Regions from separate parts of the Zea mays genome. Here all the other regions are linked to region 3. A link is a contact called in public Hi-C data. All regions are on one chromosome and are shown on one strand. The core of a region is the stretch at or near the end of the contact, and the rest is flanking DNA. Distances in the headings are between cores, read along the strand shown. Region 1 has its middle 82 kb from the start of LOC103646850. Region 2 holds the start of LOC103646847 (ABC transporter B family member 19). Region 3 holds the start of LOC100281162 (pectate lyase 8). Region 4 has its middle 8.1 kb from the start of LOC103646855. Region 5 has its middle 58 kb from the start of LOC118476345. Region 6 holds the start of LOC103646852 (glyoxylate/hydroxypyruvate reductase HPR3).

Region 1 (3,288 bases), core at 554-3,053, 290 kb after region 3:
GAATTATAGTAAAGAAAGGAATTCAAAACAAAATAAATAGAAAAGAACAATAAAAAGGAAAAAGGTTTTACTGGTGACTGGTGACTAGGATGGAGATCTCCCCCTCGGCCTAGTACCACTTCTCTCCGCACGGCCCACCCCGTTTCCCTCCTTATTCTGCACATTGTGCCACAGACAGGTGGGCCCTTCAGGCAGGGCAGTCATCGGGTGCGCCTGGAAGCTATGTGCCACCGACGTGTGGGCCCAAGGGGGCATATTACTCTCCGTCCCCATGCGGCGTCGGACTCCTTCCTCGCCGCGCGCCCAGAAACTGATCGATAGGGTCATGTTGTCAGGATTATCCCCACCACGGAACCACCTTGCGTTCACACGGGAACAAACCCACGCAAAGCACGGGATCTGTCGTTCTCTTCGACCTAGACTGCGACATTAGCTCTATAAAACCGGGCCCTTGGATGTCGTAGCTCCCTCAACTAGAGATGTGAATGGGGAATTCCTCATCAGATTATACCATCTCATACACATCCTCATCATATTTGATCCATCCACATCTCTATACCCATCATGGGTGCAAAACTCATCTCATACCTATCCTCATTCGGGTTTCGGGTCCCCAATGGGTCCCCATCTCAATTAAGGGATAACTAGGTACTAACAGGTAGCACAAAAAATCTAGATTTCAGACATCACCACATCGGCAAGCACTCATCTATGAACCATGATTCATTCATCCATCCATCAGAAAAGAAATAAGTACTTCGGAACCGATAGAAGAAATGGAGAAATGGAGTTTGCTCACCTTCCTTGGTCACCATCTAAGTTCGTTGCCGCCCGAGAATCCATGGTCGTCATCGTCGTCTGGGCAGGGCGTAGCATATGATTGGTTATTTTAGAGTTTTATTTTTTGCTAGTCTGCTAGTTGTCTTACCGTGTTGCCTTATTGGGCTAGGACCTGGGCCAGGTGCGCTGCCGTGCTGGGCTTGGGGGCCGGCTCAGCCTCAATTCATTCATACAAACACGACAGGTATACACGTATGAAATACCCATGGATAATCGGGTTCGGATTATTGCTTCCCAAACTCATACCCGTTTACCCAATGGGTGGAGATTTTGTGTCATATTCATACCCATGGGTACAATTTTTGTCCCATATCCGTATCCTAATAGGGGAATTCCCCACGGGTTGACAGGTATCGGTTCCCCATTGACATCTCTACCCTCAACCCACACCGCTATTCGCAAGCCGCCATAATCGAGCTTCTGAGGTAGAAAACGCACCGCCTCTGGCGAACAATGACCCCCTCTGTGCTGCGCCCTCGGGGGCTGACCCAGTGACCCTTGTGATTCACCTGAGTCCCTAGAACGTGCGCATGAAACTTCGGACTTCGTTGGTCAACCGGGGCGCCGGTGATTTCTCACCAGAGTCCCTCTGTCGCCGTGGGCCGCACCTCATCGTGGCCTGCTCCAGCCATCGTTCTGCGCGCTCTGTAAGTCACCTCACCGTGTTCGCCGTTATACATATGTTGTATAGGTCATCTCGGGTGGGGAGATAGGTCACCTGCTGGCCATTTTGGCTATCGCCGGTGAGATCGTCGCCATGGGCGTGTGGGCGTCGGCGCCCTACCGACTGGTGGTAGGAGAATACTGTGCTGACCATTGATCCGGTAGCGGACAAGTGAGATTAGAGCTCAAAGTACCCCCTCACATTTTGAATCCCAACCGTTGGCACGAGATCGGACAGGTGCGTGTTGATGTCGGTCAATTAAAATCTAGACGGTTCAAATCTGATCGGACGGGCGAGGTTGAGAACCGGTTCAGATCTGATCTCAACCGCGGGTGTGTGATCGGACGACTGATCTTCACCAATACCCCTTGGGCCATGTGACAATTGCATAAGAGCCCCTACGTTTTTGCTAAACAAACCCGCAGTCCGAATCAGTTAGAAGCTAATTAAAATCAGGTCCAGTTTCTTTCAAACAAACCCCTAGGCTCCTCGGAAATAATGGTCGCCGTCCCTGATCACTTTAAATTAAATAAAGTAGATTATAAAATAGAGGAATTCCCTAGAAAATGTTTTTTAGAGTAAAAATTAGTGCAATAAACTTAGGGAAAATCATATTTTGATCATTTTAACCCCGATTTGATTTGTTTGAATTGCGTTACCTTTGTATGAATATTTACTACATAGTAGCAACATTGATCGTATGAAGTCACATACTTTTATAATTGGATAACTAATTCGATTAATTTATGTTTATCGGACTAGTTTTCTAATATAGCTAATATAATACTCTATAATCATAATTTGTCTAAAATATGATCTTTAGTCAAGTAATAACTTAGATTAAAGCTGAACGTAGTTAGTTATATATTTTCTCACATGACCTACATTAATGAAATATAGTTTTATTGTTTAATCACCTATAACTTTAGGAAACATATCTAAAAGGGTCATGATTATTGCACAACATGTTGGATCATCTTTTCTTTTTGTATGTTGATTTATTCTAGTTGTGCATTCACGTAGTCCGCAAATTTGTGTTTGAAGTTGAATTCAAAAGAAAATAGCATAAAATAGAAGATAGAAAACAAGAGCAATAAAAAGAGAAAAAAATAAAAGAAACCAGCCCTTCCCAATCCTCCCCGCAGCCCACCTAGCCCCCTCCTGCGCTCCACCGCGGCCCAGCGCTCCCGGGCCTGGCACCCCGCAGCCGCTCCCTCGCCCCAGCGCGTGGCCACGCTAGCCTCGCCCAATCCCCAGCCCAGCAGCTGCGCGCGCAGCCCACCTGCGGCCTAGCGCCACGCACCCCCTCCCCGGCTCGAGTGCGCGTCCGCGGCTCCCTCGCCATGGCCCACATCCCGCGCCCCCGGCCCAGTCGGCTATGGTCGGCTGGCTCAGCCCCAGCGCCACCTCCTGGCTTTGGGCCCACATGTCAGGGAGTTAATTTTATTTTCTCCATCGTGCGTCTTCATCATCTGCTTGTGCGCGCTCAGGTCGGAGGAGAAACCGCCCACAACATCTTCCATTCAATGCCTCTCTCCCTCCCCTGCAACCACAGCCAGCGCAGCGGCCTGGCGAGGCTCGCCCATGGTAGCATGGCGGCTGGCGAGGCTCGTCCGCGGCGGTGTGGCGGCCTGGCGTAGTTCGCCCAGCGCAGCGCGCACGGCGGCCTTCGCGGCTTGCCCGCGGCGGCCCCGGCTCGGCTTCTACGTGGCCATGGCGCATTGGCCAAGCGACACCCCGGCGAGGCTCGCCCTTGGCATCCGAGCGGCCATGCAAGCCTACTC
Region 2 (3,274 bases), core at 273-2,772, 490 kb after region 3:
CTCTTGCCTCAGCACCGCCTTGAGGTACTCACGCCGCATACGCAGCGCCGACCTCTCGCCGATCATCCTCCAGCACATGATCTCTGCATGCACGAGCTCACCATCACATCAGGGGAAGGACGGAATGCCAGCTCCCAAAGAACCGAGCATTCGCGGTGCTTACCAAGATACGCGCCGACGACAACGGCGGCAGCCAGGAACAGCATGTAGAAGCTGATCTGCATCCAAACCCAACACAGCAACGTAAATCAGTACGCTCATGACCGGCGGCAAGGAGTACCATCATCAGCGCAGCATATATATAATATAATATAACCTGCTTGACGTCCTTCATCATCTGCGACTTATCGGTGTTGACGACCTTGTTGATGAAATTCCCGAAGAGGTACGAGTACCAGGGCAGGGAGCCGCCGTTGACCATGGCGCCGACGCAGCCGAGGACGAGCAGAACGACGTCGAGTGGTGCGGAGTACTTGAACAGCCCGGCGAGGCTGACGGGCTTCCCGACCCTCACCTCGATCTCGCCGTCGTCGTCGTCCAAGTCCAAATCTAAATCCAAGTCGTAGTCGTCCTCGTCGACACCCCCGCCGTAGTGCTGGCTCCGGCTGTAGGACGTGGCGCTGGCGTCGTCGTCGTAGCCGAAGCTCGGCGGCGCGTCGTTCCGGCCCCGCCTAGGCGGGACGTAGAGCTTGTCGCGGTTGTCGCGCGAGAAGGAGACCTCACGGGACACGTAGTGCGTGTCGTCGCTGTACTTGACCACGGCCTTGGCGGCGGGGCCGGCCGTGGCGGTGCTGATGATGACGTCGTCGTTGCTGGCGAAGGAGGTGTTGGGCGCGACGACGAGGGCGCGGCTGGCGTCCGTGACCACGCTCTGCAGCTCCAGCCGCTTCCCGCCGCCGCCGGCAGCAGAAGCCGCCGCCGCCGCCACGGACCGCGACTGCTGCGCCGCGGACGAGCGGTGGTGGTGCATCATCATCCTGCTGGAGCGTTTGGAGAGGTAGTAGTCCCTGGCGGTGCGGCGGAACAGCGCCGGCCCGCGGCGCGACGCGGCGTCCGACCCGGCCGGCGCCCACGGGCCGACCGCCGCGCCCAGCCCGTGCGGCTGCGCCCACGACGTGTCGGCCGGCTGCCACGACACGGAGCTCTGCCACGACGCGTCATCGAGGGCGCCGCCCCGGCGCCCCGGCGTCCGCCGAGGCGTGGCGGCGAAGGACGTGGAGTTGTCCGGGGTGGAGAAGGCGCTGCTGCGACGTTGCTGCCGGCGCGGCGGCGGCTGGTGCGTGCCGGAGCGGGAGAAGGAGAAGTCGTCCATACCATGCAGGCGCGGGCAGCAGAACCATGCGTGTGTATGGTATCCCAGACGGCCAGAGACAGAGAGGCGGTGACGGTGGCGTTGATAAAAAGGCGGTCCTCGGGTGCAGCTCCAAATGGTTTGGACTGGACGGCGATTCCGGCCGGACGGCCGGCCGCGCGCCTTAGGATTCGACGAAGCTATATACTAGTAGGAGGAGGAGTAGTAATATTCGTGGGATCGCCACGTATAGCGACGTCAATTGGCTGGCTCCATATTTGTATTGTACAGGAGGAGTTCCATAACAAGAACCGTCAACCTCAATTTAATTTGGAAGCTATCACCTGTAAAGGGACAGGCGTGCCAAATGGACCTTGTTGCTGTACTACGTGGCCAAATGTGGGACCGTGACCTTGTTGCTGTACCTGAGGCTGTTGGACCGAGCTTGTGCCACGTACTCCTTCAACTGCGAACATGTGGGACCAAGATGAAGTTGGATTTGCTGTGGCAAATAAAGGCTGTGGACGACCACGCACTTGGCGGTTTGCACTGGGAAGTTTAACAGCTTCCGACCAAGAAACATACCTTGTTCCGTCGCCTCGCCTGTCTGCAGCGGGAGTAGGTCACTAGGTGGATGGATGCGAGCCTGTGACCGATGACCATTTCCCAATACTAGAGAGCCTGTGAAACCGGCGGTTCTCGCGTTTTACAGGATTAGACATGTATAACCCCATTTAATATAGGTCTTAAGTGATTTTTAAAAGTTTACTAGCTGGTTGCCTGTGCGTTGCGACGGCTTACAACAATACCTATGTAAACTATCCACCAAAAAATCAAGAATTTTTATTGATTGTCTCCGCTCTCCATATATATTTTTGATTTGGCTAACTGATGTTATTGTTTACTCCATCTAATATGTATTGGTACAACACGACCGATGAAGTGAGCGATTAGAAGAGAGTTCACAACGACTGAATGAACGAGCGGAGATTATAAAATAACATAATCCACCATACAGAGACCAAATAAGAGAAAGTTTGTGAGCTCAAGTTTCTAAAATAAGTCACATGAACTCAAATTTATAAAAAAGATAGATCAAAATATGGAGTGATTGCTAAAGTAAGACATCAATAAAAACTGGATGCGCTCCATATAAATTATGCTACTTCGTAGCAATCACTAACGTTTAAAATCAACAAATAACCTTTCATTTTACTGTTAGTGTGACAAATCATTGTTGCTCCATCCAATTCAGCAACCTCAAATACCATGGAGTCAATTGCGCCAATGTGGTCTCCGAAATGACCTAACACTTGCAAGAGCCAAGAATGTCGTGTTGTGCTTGGGCTGTAGGCTCGACTCGTAGTGCTGGCCCGACCCGACACGATTATATTTTTTTATTTTAAAAAACGTATATACATATATATACAATTTATATTCAATATTAAAAACATCTGAACATGATGTTCTACTGGTTAGACAGCTTCACCTAGTGTCTCATGCCCTTCATATATCAGGGCATGAGTTTGAATCTCACCTCTTGCATCGTTTTTTAACATTTTACGCTGATTTAATCAAATGGGTCGACGGGCTAACGGGCTGGCCCGACACAGGCAGCAGGCCGGCATAACGTGCCTGGGCCAGAATTGTGGCCCACGGGTGCCTGGACTGTGTCGGGCCGCCGTTTGGCCATCTATAGGCGTGCAACGAGTTAATTTGAAATAGCTGAGAGAGGAGTTATTTGTAAAAAGATGACGCAAGACGACCGTTGAAACTGATGCTTTAATTATAGTATAGATATATATACAATTTATATTCAATATTAAAAACATCTGAACATGATGTTCTACTGGTTAGCCAGCTTCACCTAGTGTCTCTTGCCCTTCATATATCAGGGCATGAGTTTGAACCTCACCTCTTGCATCGTTGTTTTTATATTTTACGCTGATTTAATCAAATGGGTCGACGGGCTAACGGGCTGGC
Region 3 (2,942 bases), core at 75-2,574:
GGGTCTCTCGAGATTCCGTTCCGTTCCCTTCCGTTACGCCGCCAATGCTCGTTTCGTTTACCCTACCGTTGGATGCACCAGCCGCCCGCTGACCGGCCCGGGTGCGCCACGCGAGCCGGCTGGCGTTGGGGAGCCTAGGCCATAATCTGCAGTTCTGCACCACAAACAGCGCCAATATTCACGAATTGCCTTTTTCTCTCTCCTTTAAGAACAAATGCACTGGTGCTCGTTTTTTAGCGGGTGCTTTTTTCTCTCCCCAATGGTTATCCTGCTGACTAGTAGTCAGCGTTACTGACACTAGTGTGACTGACCGATCTCACACATAGTGTTTAAGACTTGTATCAAAGTTCATGTATCCATTTTAATGCAAGCATATTGATGTATAATTTAAACTGTGTCGGAGTGTTTGTTTAAGATTATAATATGTCCAGATTATATAAATGCAATATCCTTTAATCTAACGCTCATTTCAAAAGTTGTTGGATTATATAGTCTTGGTAGATTATAATCCAAAAACAAACATCCTTTAGAGCATCTCCAAGAGACTCTACATTTTTAGCTCTCTATTTAACTATCTATTTACCTTTTTATAAATATTACACTTTATATATAACATCTCATTCCAACAGACTATCTATCTAGTTTGGCTAGTCAGGTAGCTAGCCAAATTTGGCTAGTGAAAGAGCCAATTTGGAGAGCCGAATAGCTTGACGAATCAGATAGCTAGTCTGTTGCAGAGTTATTTTGTTGTTGAGTAGCTAAAGTTTGGTTTGACGAGTTATTTAGCTAGTCTCTTGGAGATGCTCTTAGATAGTAGTCTGTTGGAGAGTTATTTTGTTGTTGAGTAGCCAAAATTTGGTTTGACGAGTTATTTAGCCGGTCTCTTGGAGAAGCTCTTAGATAGATACATCATACATGGGCATCAACGAGTCCAAAAAAAACAAGAGCGGAAAAAAAACAAGAGCGGAAACTGGAAATGAGTCCGTGTGTTATTTATGACGCCCGCAAGGCGGCAACGCCAGTTTGGTGGAAGCCCCAGTACCGTCTGACTTTGCTGGACTGTACGTAATGCACGTACCATCCTCCTAATCCCATCCTAACCCCCGCAATTAGTTGGCGCGACTGCAGATTTCGGAAGGCACAGAAAACCGTGTAAGCCTCCATACAGTTTCCTGCATTTGCGTCTAGGTCCTTGCACTCGCGGTCGCGGGGACCTGTCTGGGAATCCAGTGATCTGGAGGGGCAATGTGGGTACGGCTGGTCAGGGGCTCGAGGCCGGAGGGGCGGCACTGGTATAAATCGGCGCGGCGCTCAAAGCTCTTCCTCCTCGCTTCCACCACCGTCCTCCGCCTCCGCCTCCGCCCCGCGCCCAGCACTCGTCCCTTGCTTTCTCCCTCTCTCTCTCTCTCTCTCTCTCTCTCCGCGCGCGCACCCACGCACGCAGTTTGAGAGGGTGTGCGGCGCTCGAGGGGCGAGGAGCGGGGTGGGTCATGGCAGAGGCAGACTGTTCCGCGGCGAGGACCAGGACGGCGGGGCTCGCCGCCGCCGCCGCCGCGGCGGCGTTCCTCGTGCTCGTGGTGGTCGCCGGCAGCGCGGTGCTCCCTGGCGCGCGGGTGAGGGTCCTCGACGGCCTCCGGTGAGTCAAGTGCTCTCCCTCCAAGCTGTGTAATGTGGTCGCGCCCGCGGGCTCTGCTTGCTTGGGGTTTTCGGCTGCCTCTGTTTCGTTCAACTTTGCTTGGGAATTTTGCTACGGTTTTAGCCACTTCGCTCTGCTACCGACACCTAGTAACCGAGGCACCCGGTCTCCGCCTCGCAGCGGCTCTCCGTTTCCGAAATTGCTTTCCATCTGCCCCGACCCTGACGCCCGCGCGGCACCGCCTGCGACTGTACCAAGTCCTAACCGGCTCACCACATGCGTCGCAGGCACAGGAGCACGGCCGTGGCGGCGGGCGGCGCGAGGCGGTGGCTGCGGGACTCCTCCTGGCCGGCGCCGGTGGCGGCGACGACGACGACGAGGTGAGCGCGATCCACCAATTCCGTCCTCTGCTTCCTCCTTCGCGCCTGTGATTGATGTCTGCCAGGTGGGACGGATCCGGTGCGTCGGCCCATGCGCTCGCGATCTGGGCCGTCCAATCCTCTCCTTTTTGGTTTAGGTTCGGTCCCCCGTTTAGATCCCCGGGGCCAGCACTAGCAGCTGCTCCGTTCCGCCAACAATCTTCTCGTGTTCTAGGAGGGACGTTGCTTCAAAACATTTCCGGCCCCAAACTCTGTTCTTGTGTTTTAGGAGGGGGGGACGTTGGTGGTGCGCGGTAACAAGCGGAATTCGTAATTTGGGGCTGGCCGGGGGACTTTTTGTTGTTGTTTCAATTTCGGATTAGAGCCGTGTGCAGCAGACTGCAGAAGCGCAGAGCGGGTCGGGGGAGATGCTCTCCCCCTTGCTTTCCGTTGCCGAGTTCGTTACAGTGGCAGGTAGAGGTAGTAGATAGTGAGAGGCCGTCTCGTAATTTGCTGCAACCAAAACCCCGACGTGCAGGTGCCGGTGCCGTCCCTGCAGTCCTGCACCGGCCACGGTAAAGTAGGGGTAAAGATTTGGGGAGGACAAGGGGCGGACAAGAAGCCGCGGAAAAGCTGGCCGAGGAAGCAAGCGGGATCGCGGCGTGTCCCTCGGCGTCCCCGGCAAATGCACACCCAGTAGAGGCGTAGAGCAGAGGAGGCACTCATTTGGTCTTGCGCTTTTGGCTACCAAAAAAGAAAAGAGAAGTCCGCAAAAGAAAATTCGATTGGATAAGCTGCAGTGCAGCGCAGCCTTGGGTACGGTCTCGCGTGCGCAAAGCGACGCTCTGTGTGTGTGTGCGCGCGCTGCCTCTGCCTGCGCTGGTTTGTTTACTCCCGTTGCCTTTTCCGTCGCGGCACGGCCACGGCCACGGCGTGCATCCACTCCG
Region 4 (3,278 bases), core at 297-2,796, 450 kb before region 3:
AAGTGTTTTGGGAAATTATTTGATTTCCTTTACTTTGTGCATACTCGCTTAAGGGAAGTAAAACAGTCAAATAACAAATAAATAAATACATAAATATGCATTTCATGCTGGGGGTTCTTGTATTTGTGCATTAGTGTTTAAATTCGCGAGACAAGTTTAAGTTAAAAAAATAAATTAGAAATTAAATGAAGAAGAAATTTAATTATTTAATGAGGTGAATTTATTATACGATTGAAGCATTTTAAGAGATAAGAATAATAAATAAGTAAAACAAAATTATGGATTGCATTCATGCTGAGTTCTTTTTGTTGTGCATCGATGTGTGAGTGCAAAAGTCAAAACAGATTTGAATTGAATTTGAATCTAGAAATGAGAAACCAAAAATAAATAAAAAAAATGGGTACCTGCGTTTGGGCCAACTTTGGCCTAGTTAACCGCGCGACTGGCGGCTCAACTACCTCCTTTCCCTTGCCAGCCCACTCGCCCGTACAAGCCGATCCCTGTCGACTCCAGCCGTCCTCACACACTGACAAACGGGACCCTTGGGGCATCCAGTTATGCTGCCGGTATCTCGTCTCCAGCACTCTGGCAAGTGGGACCGCGGTGCCAGAATCATCTCCCTCACCAGGTTTGTTGGGATTTTTCGCTACTTTCCTTAACAACCGGTCTGCCAGCCGTGCATCCTGGTGCCTTATTGTTTCGTTTATAAGTATAGACCACAGCACCCTTGGCCAATCCCAAGCCCGCTACCGAGAGAGAAGCTACAGTGTTCACCACCGGGGGGCTGTCCATCAATTCGCCATCGGCGCGTTGCCAGACGTCAGGCGTGCGTCAACGGAGGAGAGAGAAAGAGAGATATAGAGCGCCACCAAGGATCTCAAGCTGGCCGAAGACCCTGCGCTCCGAGCTGAATCCATCACAAGGAAATTACTGCTGTCGCCATGCAGAAAGTGAGCACCGGCTCATGTTGAGGGATTGGCCAGGTATCGCCATGGATGCTCTTGGAGCCGTCAATGCTTCTGGTCCGCTCGGCCGATCTGATGGCAGGTGGTGACTGGGGCGAATCACATGTGCGTCCTGACCATGGTAGTGGCAGTGACAGGCATGGAAAGGCCTGGTTTGCCGGACGTTTGCTTGCCGATGATCTGGTGTTGTTGGCCGTGCACCTGTGCGCCGCGGGGAGGAATAATCCACGTGCCAGACACCAGTATGTCATGCTCCCTCATGCTCTTCATGTTCTCCGCGTGTTGTAGCAGTAATAGACATCGAATCCGTGGACCTGTGGCTCGGCATGGCCTCACCGGCCATGGCGCCGTCGTGGCTAGCCTTTGGCCGCTGGTGCCTTCGGCCGGAAACGGAAGAAGACGATGCCGTGGCCGCAAGATCTGAATTGGACGACCCTGATTAGATCCTAGGATAACCCTTCGTCATATTAAATCCAAACCACCAGTCTGGAATCTAGCGGATCTGGTTGGGTCTGGGAGATGGGGGTGTTTTGGCCGTTGGATCTAGATCCAAGGCTCTGCGTTATGCACCGAATCGATGTAATGAGCTTTTAATCTGGTGCGTGGGTGATGGATTGGACGGTTCTGGTCGAAGCGTACCCCTTCGACCGTGGTGAACTTACTAAAGAGACCCTGAAGTTTATGTTATTCAACCCGCCATCCGCATCGGGGGGAAACACTTAGAACTGAGTCCCAAAATTTTATAAAACGAACCCTGTCCTCCTGGAAATAGTAATACCAGTCCAGAAAACATTAAATAGATCTAGAAAATGGCTTATAGTGTAAAAATAAGTATAAAATCTTAGGAAATTCATATCCTCTCCGTTTCTACTCCAATTCGACCCGTTCAAATTGCGTTGGACTCGTATTAATATTGCCTACACCACAATAACATTATTTTACCATGTAACATGTTCTCGAAAATAATTAATTAATTTGTCCAACCTATGGTTATTGAATTAACATGTTTAATCTGAGTTAATATAGGATTTTAATTATGATCATCTACTAGAATATGATTTTGTTGTAACTAAGATTAAAAGTTGAGTTAGTTACATCCTTTCTCACATGATTTATCTTAATCACCATAATATATAGTTTTATTGATTAATCACTTCGAACCCGGTAAAACCATATCTTCTTAACTGTAACTCCGATCTTACTAGTTCTCGAACCCACGATCTCGTTACGACGCGTAGAATATTATTACGCAGTTTACTCTTACGTTTGGTGTGATGTTAATTTTGTGTATACCATGTTTGTTTGTATTGCTACGTTTAGTAGTGAGGTCACGAGTCACCTGAAGAGCAAATTGGTACCTGGAATCTCAAGTCCTAGGAAAGTTGTGCCCTTGATCACTTCTTTTTACCCAGCCATGTTCTGATTAATCATAATGATCTGCATAGGTTAATTTTGATGGGACCCAATAGATTACCCTATTTTGACTATCTTTATACCTTGTTTACCACTGAATTTTTGGGTAGTACCTACTATTGCTTTATGTGGTTTTGGATATAGAGATACATATTATTCATGATTATACTTTTATCAGTTGTTATTTACTATTCATGTTAAGATCATTATGTTAATTAGAACATGGAGACCACTCGAGAAAACAGTGCTACCACAAGGGTGGTATGGGACGCCCTTGGCTGACTAATTTGGAAAGCTAGTGGAGGACTACCTTACCCGAAAGGGGCAAGGGCGGTAGGGGAGTAGTCAGTGTAGGGAGGTCCTTGAGTTGATTTTGCTGCGATGGCGGTCAGACGAGGGTCCCTGCATTGGAGCTTCCTATAAACTGTAGCGAATTTTCTGAAGCTAGTGGAACTTTGTAAAGGCCTCGTAGTGTTACCCTGCCTCGCCTCCTCGGTAGAGGTGTTTGGGATTGGCAGTCTCTTGGCAGATGGGCAACATGACTTGTGGGTAAAGATGTGCAACCTCTGCAGAGTGTAAAACTGTTATACTAGCCGTGCTCACGGTCATGAGCAACTAATTTATGGAACTAAATTCAATTTGTCATATGCATTGCATTGCGGGTGTTGTTATTACTTTTGTTCTACTACTTAATTGGGTTGGTATTTACTTATACTTAGTAATTGCTAATAAAATTTTGACCAACTTTAAAAGTAATGCTCAGCTTCAACCATCCTCTTTGGTAAGCCTTACACTTCACATTAGCTCCCACCTTTGGCGAGTTCATGTACATTATTCCCCACAACTTGTTGAGCGATAAACGTATGTGAGCTCACTCTTGCTGTCTCACAGCCTCACAGG
Region 5 (3,105 bases), core at 506-3,005, 260 kb before region 3:
TCGTGCGAGGTCAGGAATTGGTTGTATCCAATTTGATAACAGAATGGTGATGGTCTGTGGACACGGGTCCATGGGGACGCGTGGTCTACGAGATGAAAATTGGAATAAGGATTAACGTGCGGATACCTGTGTCAAGCGTTTGAACGTACTAAACACATGCCGAGAAATATGGTAAATTGGTAAGCCTAGTACCTGAGTGAACCTGGAAGTGGACATATCCCCTCACGTGACCTGAGACGTGGTCTCCCATTCCGGTTACGATGGGTACAAGTGCGGTCACTGCACGACGGCAGTCGGGGTCAGTGAGGCATTGTACGCCAAGGCGGTGAGCCCTGATCTGCTGACGGGGAATCGATGGGGACGGTTGATGTGTGTGGGGACGGAGTGCCTCGCCACGTCGTGTGTTTAGGTTTACCTTGCAAGGATAAAAACTCGATTCGAATCGTCTGCTTCTCGCAGCTAATGAGACTGCTTGATCCATTGTACTGCATTGAGTAATAAGTGGAAATGAGATTACTGGCAAAAGATGTTGATTGATAAAATGTTTGATACCATGTATGAATAGCTAGGTGCACATCTAGTAAAGAGGATCATACTATAACTTGAAAAGCTAAAACTTGATTTTAGACTCAACTAGTGCTTTTGGCAAACCAAACCCCTCGGCCAAACAACTGCATGTTTAGAGGTAGAGGAGTAGACTCCTCACACCGGGTAAGTCTAGCTGAGTATTAGTATACTCAACCTTGCTTGTGGCACAATTTTTGCAGGTACTCCTTAGGATGATTGGTTGATGGTGTGACTTGGCCTTCATCCCTGCCACCGGGATAGATGGTCGAGTGGGTTATTGCTTCCGCAGGAGAGGACCAGGAGGAGTAGCGTGGCCAGGCTTTGCCATACTCGGTTTTCTCCGTTAGTTATTTCCGCTGCATTAAATTTATGGTTATTATTTCTGAAACTCCGATAATGTAATCACTAATGATACTTATTAAATTTGTGGTATTATGTTTTATTGTATTTCTCTGTGCCTCATCTTCGAGTGAGCTAGTGGTATTCGATCCTGGTTAAGTGGCTTTATCGGACTAGATCCGAGAGACTGACGGTTTATTACTATTTAAGTGTGGTCTAGCCTCTAAGGCGGGACTTAGGCACTTAAGTTGGAATAATTCGGGCGGTTCCGCCACACCTTTGCAGCGATAGTAGTCTCTACAATGAGATGACCGTATAACATCAAGAGAGCTGTAATACTCAAATACCTTGCAGAAAAGACATGTTGTGCTTGTGTAACACCTTTTCTTTTTTCTTTCATGCCCTGCCCTTTTGTGCAACATTGTTGTAATGCTGTGTAATCAGCCGTACAGATAAACCTACCATGCTTAGAGACTGTTTATTTCCTTCCAGGATTATATAATCTAGCTTATGTATTATATAAGACCTGCTTATGGATTATCATAATAATCTAGGTATCTAAATTATATAATCCACCTAATAATTTATGTTGTTTATTTACATCTCAATTTATTTAATCTAGATTATATAATCTAGATAGTAAACAAAAATGGCCTTAATCCTAAACCTGACCATTTTTTTCGTTCCCTTGTCATGTGATTGTGATTTATCTGTCTCAATGTACTACAGTTGTTCACAGTTTTGCACGCTTTTGGAATAAAAAGAAAAATATTATTTATACTTGCTACACAACTTTCGGCCTGTCGGGAGGAGCCCATGGTGGGCTGAAACATGGGCTTTAACACGGAAGTTTTTGGACGAGGTTCAGAGTGGCTTAATGTAGAGGCCCATTCAGCCCTAATTCACTCATGCTCATGAAAAGAAAAACAAACTGGGTTTACATATTGGATCGTTTACAATTTTGTAGGGGTTTTAAACACGCGTGAAGTGCTTCCATTTTAAAAATCTTGAAAACGGTAATGTTTAGAGGACATGCTGTAAAGAGTTGTGCCCATGCATGAAGTTTTTCTCAACTAATTATGAGAGACATATGAAAACCATGTAGTACTCACAGTAATGTCATGATCTCACCCTTGCGTTATCATACTATATATACAATCATGTGCTATGATTTTTCGTGATACAGATAAATTCCAGCTTAGATTTTCCGGCAAAAAAAAGAAGGGAATTTATATTGACTGACCCCATCAGCTTGTGTTTTGTTGGCTCATGGGCAGATTTCAGCAAGATAAGGCTGTGCATTGCAGCCACATGCATGGGCAGATCCACAGGACAAGGATGGAAACCTTTGCAACACACAATGTTCGATGAGGGTAGCATCCGTTTCACTACGTGGTGGTGTACGTGTAGCACACATGTGTGGTGTGGCCGTGCATGTGGGGGAAGATCGAAGATGCATGCAATCGCGTCCAAGATTCATGAAGAAATATGGAGAGCATGCTTCTGTGCATGCCCGACCCAATATGATGGTGGAGTCAGGAATGTAGCACTTCGTATTCTGTTGCAGTACACATACTTATACGGTATTTGATTTGAGAAATGACTTCATACGTTCTAAATGAGACGGTGAATCGTGAGATGCGGTCAATCTCGAGATCATTTTTTCTTCTTCTCAAATTTGACGAAATGATTTTATTTCGTTTACGAGTATATTAACTATTAAGGAATGAGATAACGATGGATGAAGTCATTCCATTTCACAAACCAAACAAAAAGCTAAAAAGTGAATATAATGGACTAAGATATTTCTCAAATTGAATCAAATACCATATTTATAAGAATGGTGATATATAATTGCTTCACAACAGAAAGCTCAGTAATAGCAATATAGAACCTGTTTAGGAGGGCTCTCAAACTGTCTCCGATTTCGGCAGACGTCCTCCCAAACGGTGCCAAAAACAGCTCCTAACAAAGAGCATTCAGAAATTGGAGCCACATTGGGGGAGAAGTCGGAGCTAAAAAAACTGGGTCTGTACGGCTCCTCACCCTGCTCCTAGTCCAGTCCCTCACGCGCCCGATCCAGCGTTCGTCACCCCGCATGTGACATTGCCTCTCCACCTAGCGCTAGCCGCCCGGCCCCCGACATCGTTGGTGCACGCCCATCGTTGCCTCCCTGCCCAGCGCCCCTGTCGTGGCCTC
Region 6 (3,302 bases), core at 436-2,935, 330 kb before region 3:
TGCCTTGATCACCCAAGTAGAGAGGTCCAGGGCCATAGCCAAATACACAAATTTGGAAGTCATAATGAACTGGACATAAATAGTTTGGCCAGCCTTGGACATTCCCTAGGGGATCAGGGGCTACTATTAGGGTAAAAAACCCTAGGCTTTCGTGCCCACTAGTCGGAAGGGGTGGAAACGATCTAGACAAGCCATGGCTGGCCCATCCAACAACCTCCACCTCACTAGAGGGGCGAACCTCGGGACGACCCCCAGTGTTGGGTGATATGGATACAAACAGATGGAGTCAGTCGAGATAGACAAGGACCCACAAAGTCGAGTCAATTGATCATACTATCGCCCCGTATCTATTCCACGGTTGCCCCATCCCACACGATATCGCAAGGATGGGTGCCATCCTTCCTCCAGCCAGGCCCCATGCTCCTTTGAATCTAGGTCCACTATAGAGCTTACGACTCTTGCATGGAGAGAGGAGGAAAACCTGCTAGGCAGACTAGGATGTATGACGGTCAACAAAAGCTGAGGGTACGAATAAAACCACCCTAAAGTCAACCCATCCTAGTGGCTTACGTCGTCGTTACAAGCGGTGCTATGCCACCACTACGAGGTACACCCTAGTCAAGAGCGGGTACTTTTAGGGTACAAAATATTATACTCATGTAAGCAAAGGGGTGGTGCCTCAGCCTGAAGTAAGTCAGCAAGTACGAGACGGAGTACTAGAGCGCAACACATTTTTACCGATAACAGACCTCTTTTTTACCTTCTTATGTACTCGCTCGCGGGGGAGACCCTTGTAAGAGGCTCCTTTCTTAAACTTTAAAAGGAAGGGTCAGCTTCAGCCAGAGAGAAAGACGACAGACGAGGGAGAAGATGATCTCATAAAACTCCATCTAAGGACACACAACCATGACCAACTCACGTACTCAAATAGAGACTTGAGAACTCTTCCATCTCTCGCCTGCTTGTAACCCCTTGCTATGAGAAATTTGGTGTCGGTAGCACAAGCCACCAAAGACTGGAGTAGGTACATTCTGTTTGGACCAGTATAACTCTTGTGTCCACCTCGCACACCATTTGGGCCTAAAACGTGCATCATAATTTTACTTGTCGATGCTCACTCGAAACACGATGCATCTTTCCTTATTTGTACTTTCTAATATATTTGACAATCACTCTTTAAAAGATTCTCTCCATATAGTCGGTCTTTCTTCGATCATTCTCTCTATACACTACAACTATAACTCTACTAATTATCATGTATTTATCATTTTTGAAATTTTAATACATATTTTTATCAAGTTGCGAATCTTAAATGTGATTAATACCAGAGCAATTAAAAATAAGGAGAACATAGTGGTTCCCTTACATAGAGAGATCCCTTTTCCTCCTACGCACAGGAACCGACAGGGACATCGTTGGACACATGTGATGCCCCGTTACTTTCATGGGCTGTTTGGATCCACAAGCAAAAATTTGAGTCCTTGTCACACCGGATATTTGGATGTTGTGATGCTCAAAGAATCGTCGCAACTCTAAAATGAAACTAAAATATTCTTCAAAAAACCTCTTATTGGGGTTGTTGCTAGAATAATTTCGTCCAAAAAAATCTTAACCCGCATTAGAATGCTGATATCCGATTCCCAAAAATTTGAAACAGCCTACGTGTTTCACGGCAAACCTAAACAACGTCATTCGCATCGTCACCATTTTTCCTCGTCGGCATTACTACTCGCTTTCCTTCCATTGCATGTACATCCAACAACATCTGATCATGTTGCAACTAATTTATTAGCATCTTGTCACCGTTCAACTAATTTACTTGCCTTGCCTTGACCTTGACATCTATATGCTAACGAGTTACGGCAGGTAGCTAGAACTTCCTGCCTGGAAAGCAGAATGTCTAGGGCACATAACATTCTTTCAGCATCTTGTATCAGGCAGGATGTAGCCTGCAAGAAAGTAAATATTTAAGCCAAAGTTGAAACTGGGAAGTTTAAAAAAAACAAGTAACCTGTGCCAGGTCTCAGGCAGACTGCAGCAGGAGCCAGATACATACATGATTTAAAAAACACACGCAGACACACTAGCAACATGCTGAAGATGAACCTGAACAACTTGCTGAAGCTGAACCTGAACAACTAGTACCATGTCTCAGGCACACTAGTAGGAGCCAAATCCACTTGCAAAAGCTGAACCTGAATGACTTGCTGAAGCTGAATTTGAAATTGCCGGAGGAGCAAAGTGGCATCTCTATCCACTCTTTTGGTTGTGCATATCAGCTAGAGAAGCTATAATTCAAGAAGAAACCACAGTGACATATTTAAAGAGTGGTAGTCGTTTTATGTCTATATTCAGATGGACGAATATAAAACACATGCATCACCGGCGTCGCGAAGTCAAAGGATGCTGAGGGCTCATCTCGCTGCTTCTGAACAGTGACACTGCAAGTGGATGGAAGTCGGCCCCTGCACAAGAAAACTACCTTCCACCTGAAAGAGGTTAGAGGTCCTAATCACTCGCAAAGTCTCAACAACTACGCACGGCCTCCTCTCCCTCCGCCGGCCGGCACGATGGCGTCAGGCGGCGAGCCCGCGGCTCCGAAGGTCGTCCTCCTCCTCGTCCCCCACGTGGACGAGTCCTTCCACGCCGCTCTGCGGTCGCGCTTCCGCGTCCTCGACTTCTTCGCCTCCCCCTCCTCAGGTGAGCCGCTGCCAGCCTTCCTCGCCGCGGCGGCGGCCGCTCCGGAGCCCCCTCGCGCCGCCGTCGTGGTGGGCGCGGGCCCGGCCCGCGTGGACGCCGCGTTCCTCGACGCCGTGCCGTCGCTCCGCTGCGTCTTGTCCCTGGCGGCGGGCGTGGACTTCATCGACCTCGGCGAGTGCGCGCGCCGCGGCGTGGCCGTCGCCAACTCCGGCAGCGTGTTCTCGGCCGACGTCGCCGACCACGCCGTCGGCCTGCTCATCGACGTGCTCCGCCGCGTGTCGGCCGCCGAGCGGTTCGTCCGCCGCGGCCTCTGGCCGGTGCAGGGTGACCACCCACTCGGCTCCAAGGTCGGTGGCAGGCGTGTGGGCGTCGTTGGCTTGGGGAACATCGGCTCGCAGATCGCAAAGAGGCTCCAGGCTCTCGGCTGCACCGTCTGCTACCACTCTAGAACGCCCAGGGACTCGGTCCCTTACAGATACTTCGCCAACGTCCGCGACCTCGCGGCGGATTCCGACGTGCTCGTCGTGGCGTGCGCGCTGAACGAGGCGACGCGGCACATCGTCGGCAGGGACGTCCTGGAGGCGCTAGGGACGGACGGGGTC

What was found. A called contact is a pair of places that touch in the nucleus more often than the background predicts.
Region 1: a contact with region 3 is called in a Hi-C map of leaf, with 4 times the contacts expected there. The contact joins the enhancer-like site here to the promoter of LOC100281162 in region 3. A contact is called at or near these places in 5 of 25 Hi-C or Micro-C datasets (bundle sheath, ear, leaf and 1 more).
Region 2: a Hi-C map of tassel shows a contact between it and region 3, with 2.4 times the contacts expected there. The contact joins the promoter of LOC103646847 here to the promoter of LOC100281162 in region 3. A contact is called at or near these places in 6 of 25 Hi-C or Micro-C datasets (ear, endosperm, leaf and 3 more).
Region 4: a contact with region 3 is called in a Hi-C map of leaf, with 8 times the contacts expected there. The contact joins the enhancer-like site here to the promoter of LOC100281162 in region 3. A contact is called at or near these places in 10 of 25 Hi-C or Micro-C datasets (bundle sheath, ear, endosperm and 3 more).
Region 5: a contact with region 3 is called in a Hi-C map of leaf, with 6 times the contacts expected there. The contact joins the enhancer-like site here to the promoter of LOC100281162 in region 3. A contact is called at or near these places in 11 of 25 Hi-C or Micro-C datasets (bundle sheath, ear, endosperm and 3 more) and 1 of 3 datasets of contacts at active chromatin or transcription factors (leaf).
Region 6: a contact with region 3 is called in a Hi-C map of bundle sheath, with 3 times the contacts expected there. The contact joins the promoter of LOC103646852 here to the promoter of LOC100281162 in region 3. A contact is called at or near these places in 3 of 25 Hi-C or Micro-C datasets (bundle sheath and leaf).

The regions. Positions count from the first base shown.
Region 1 is chr2:112,472,631-112,475,918 of Zm-B73-REFERENCE-NAM-5.0, reverse strand. No RefSeq gene overlaps it. Among protein-coding and RNA genes, the nearest start is that of LOC103646850, 82 kb to the left of the region's middle. Within about 2 kb of position 1,803, at least 17 of the 20 cell types and tissues checked have an H3K27ac peak or open chromatin away from gene starts, as enhancers often do. A contact at or near this core is called in bundle sheath, ear, leaf and 1 more, where this site is marked.
Region 2 is chr2:112,271,969-112,275,242 of Zm-B73-REFERENCE-NAM-5.0, reverse strand. It overlaps LOC103646847 (ABC transporter B family member 19), which reads right to left and starts at 1,522. Exons shown (of 5, transcript XM_008671487.3): 1 at 317-1,522; 2 at 164-218; 3 at 1-83. The coding sequence starts at 1,312.
Region 3 is chr2:112,763,669-112,766,610 of Zm-B73-REFERENCE-NAM-5.0, reverse strand. It overlaps LOC100281162 (pectate lyase 8), which reads left to right and starts at 1,324. Exons shown (of 6, transcript NM_001154081.2): 1 at 1,324-1,636; 2 at 1,924-2,016. The coding sequence starts at 1,491.
Region 4 is chr2:113,211,494-113,214,771 of Zm-B73-REFERENCE-NAM-5.0, reverse strand. No RefSeq gene overlaps it. Among protein-coding and RNA genes, the nearest start is that of LOC103646855, 8.1 kb to the left of the region's middle. Within about 2 kb of position 1,546, at least 16 of the 20 cell types and tissues checked have an H3K27ac peak or open chromatin away from gene starts, as enhancers often do. A contact at or near this core is called in bundle sheath, ear, leaf and 1 more, where this site is marked.
Region 5 is chr2:113,026,796-113,029,900 of Zm-B73-REFERENCE-NAM-5.0, reverse strand. No RefSeq gene overlaps it. Among protein-coding and RNA genes, the nearest start is that of LOC118476345, 58 kb to the left of the region's middle. Within about 2 kb of position 1,755, at least 12 of the 20 cell types and tissues checked have an H3K27ac peak or open chromatin away from gene starts, as enhancers often do. A contact at or near this core is called in ear, leaf and tassel, where this site is marked.
Region 6 is chr2:113,090,985-113,094,286 of Zm-B73-REFERENCE-NAM-5.0, reverse strand. LOC103646852 (glyoxylate/hydroxypyruvate reductase HPR3) reads left to right here and starts at 1,685. Exons shown (of 1, transcript XM_008671489.4): 1 at 1,685-3,302. The coding sequence starts at 2,571.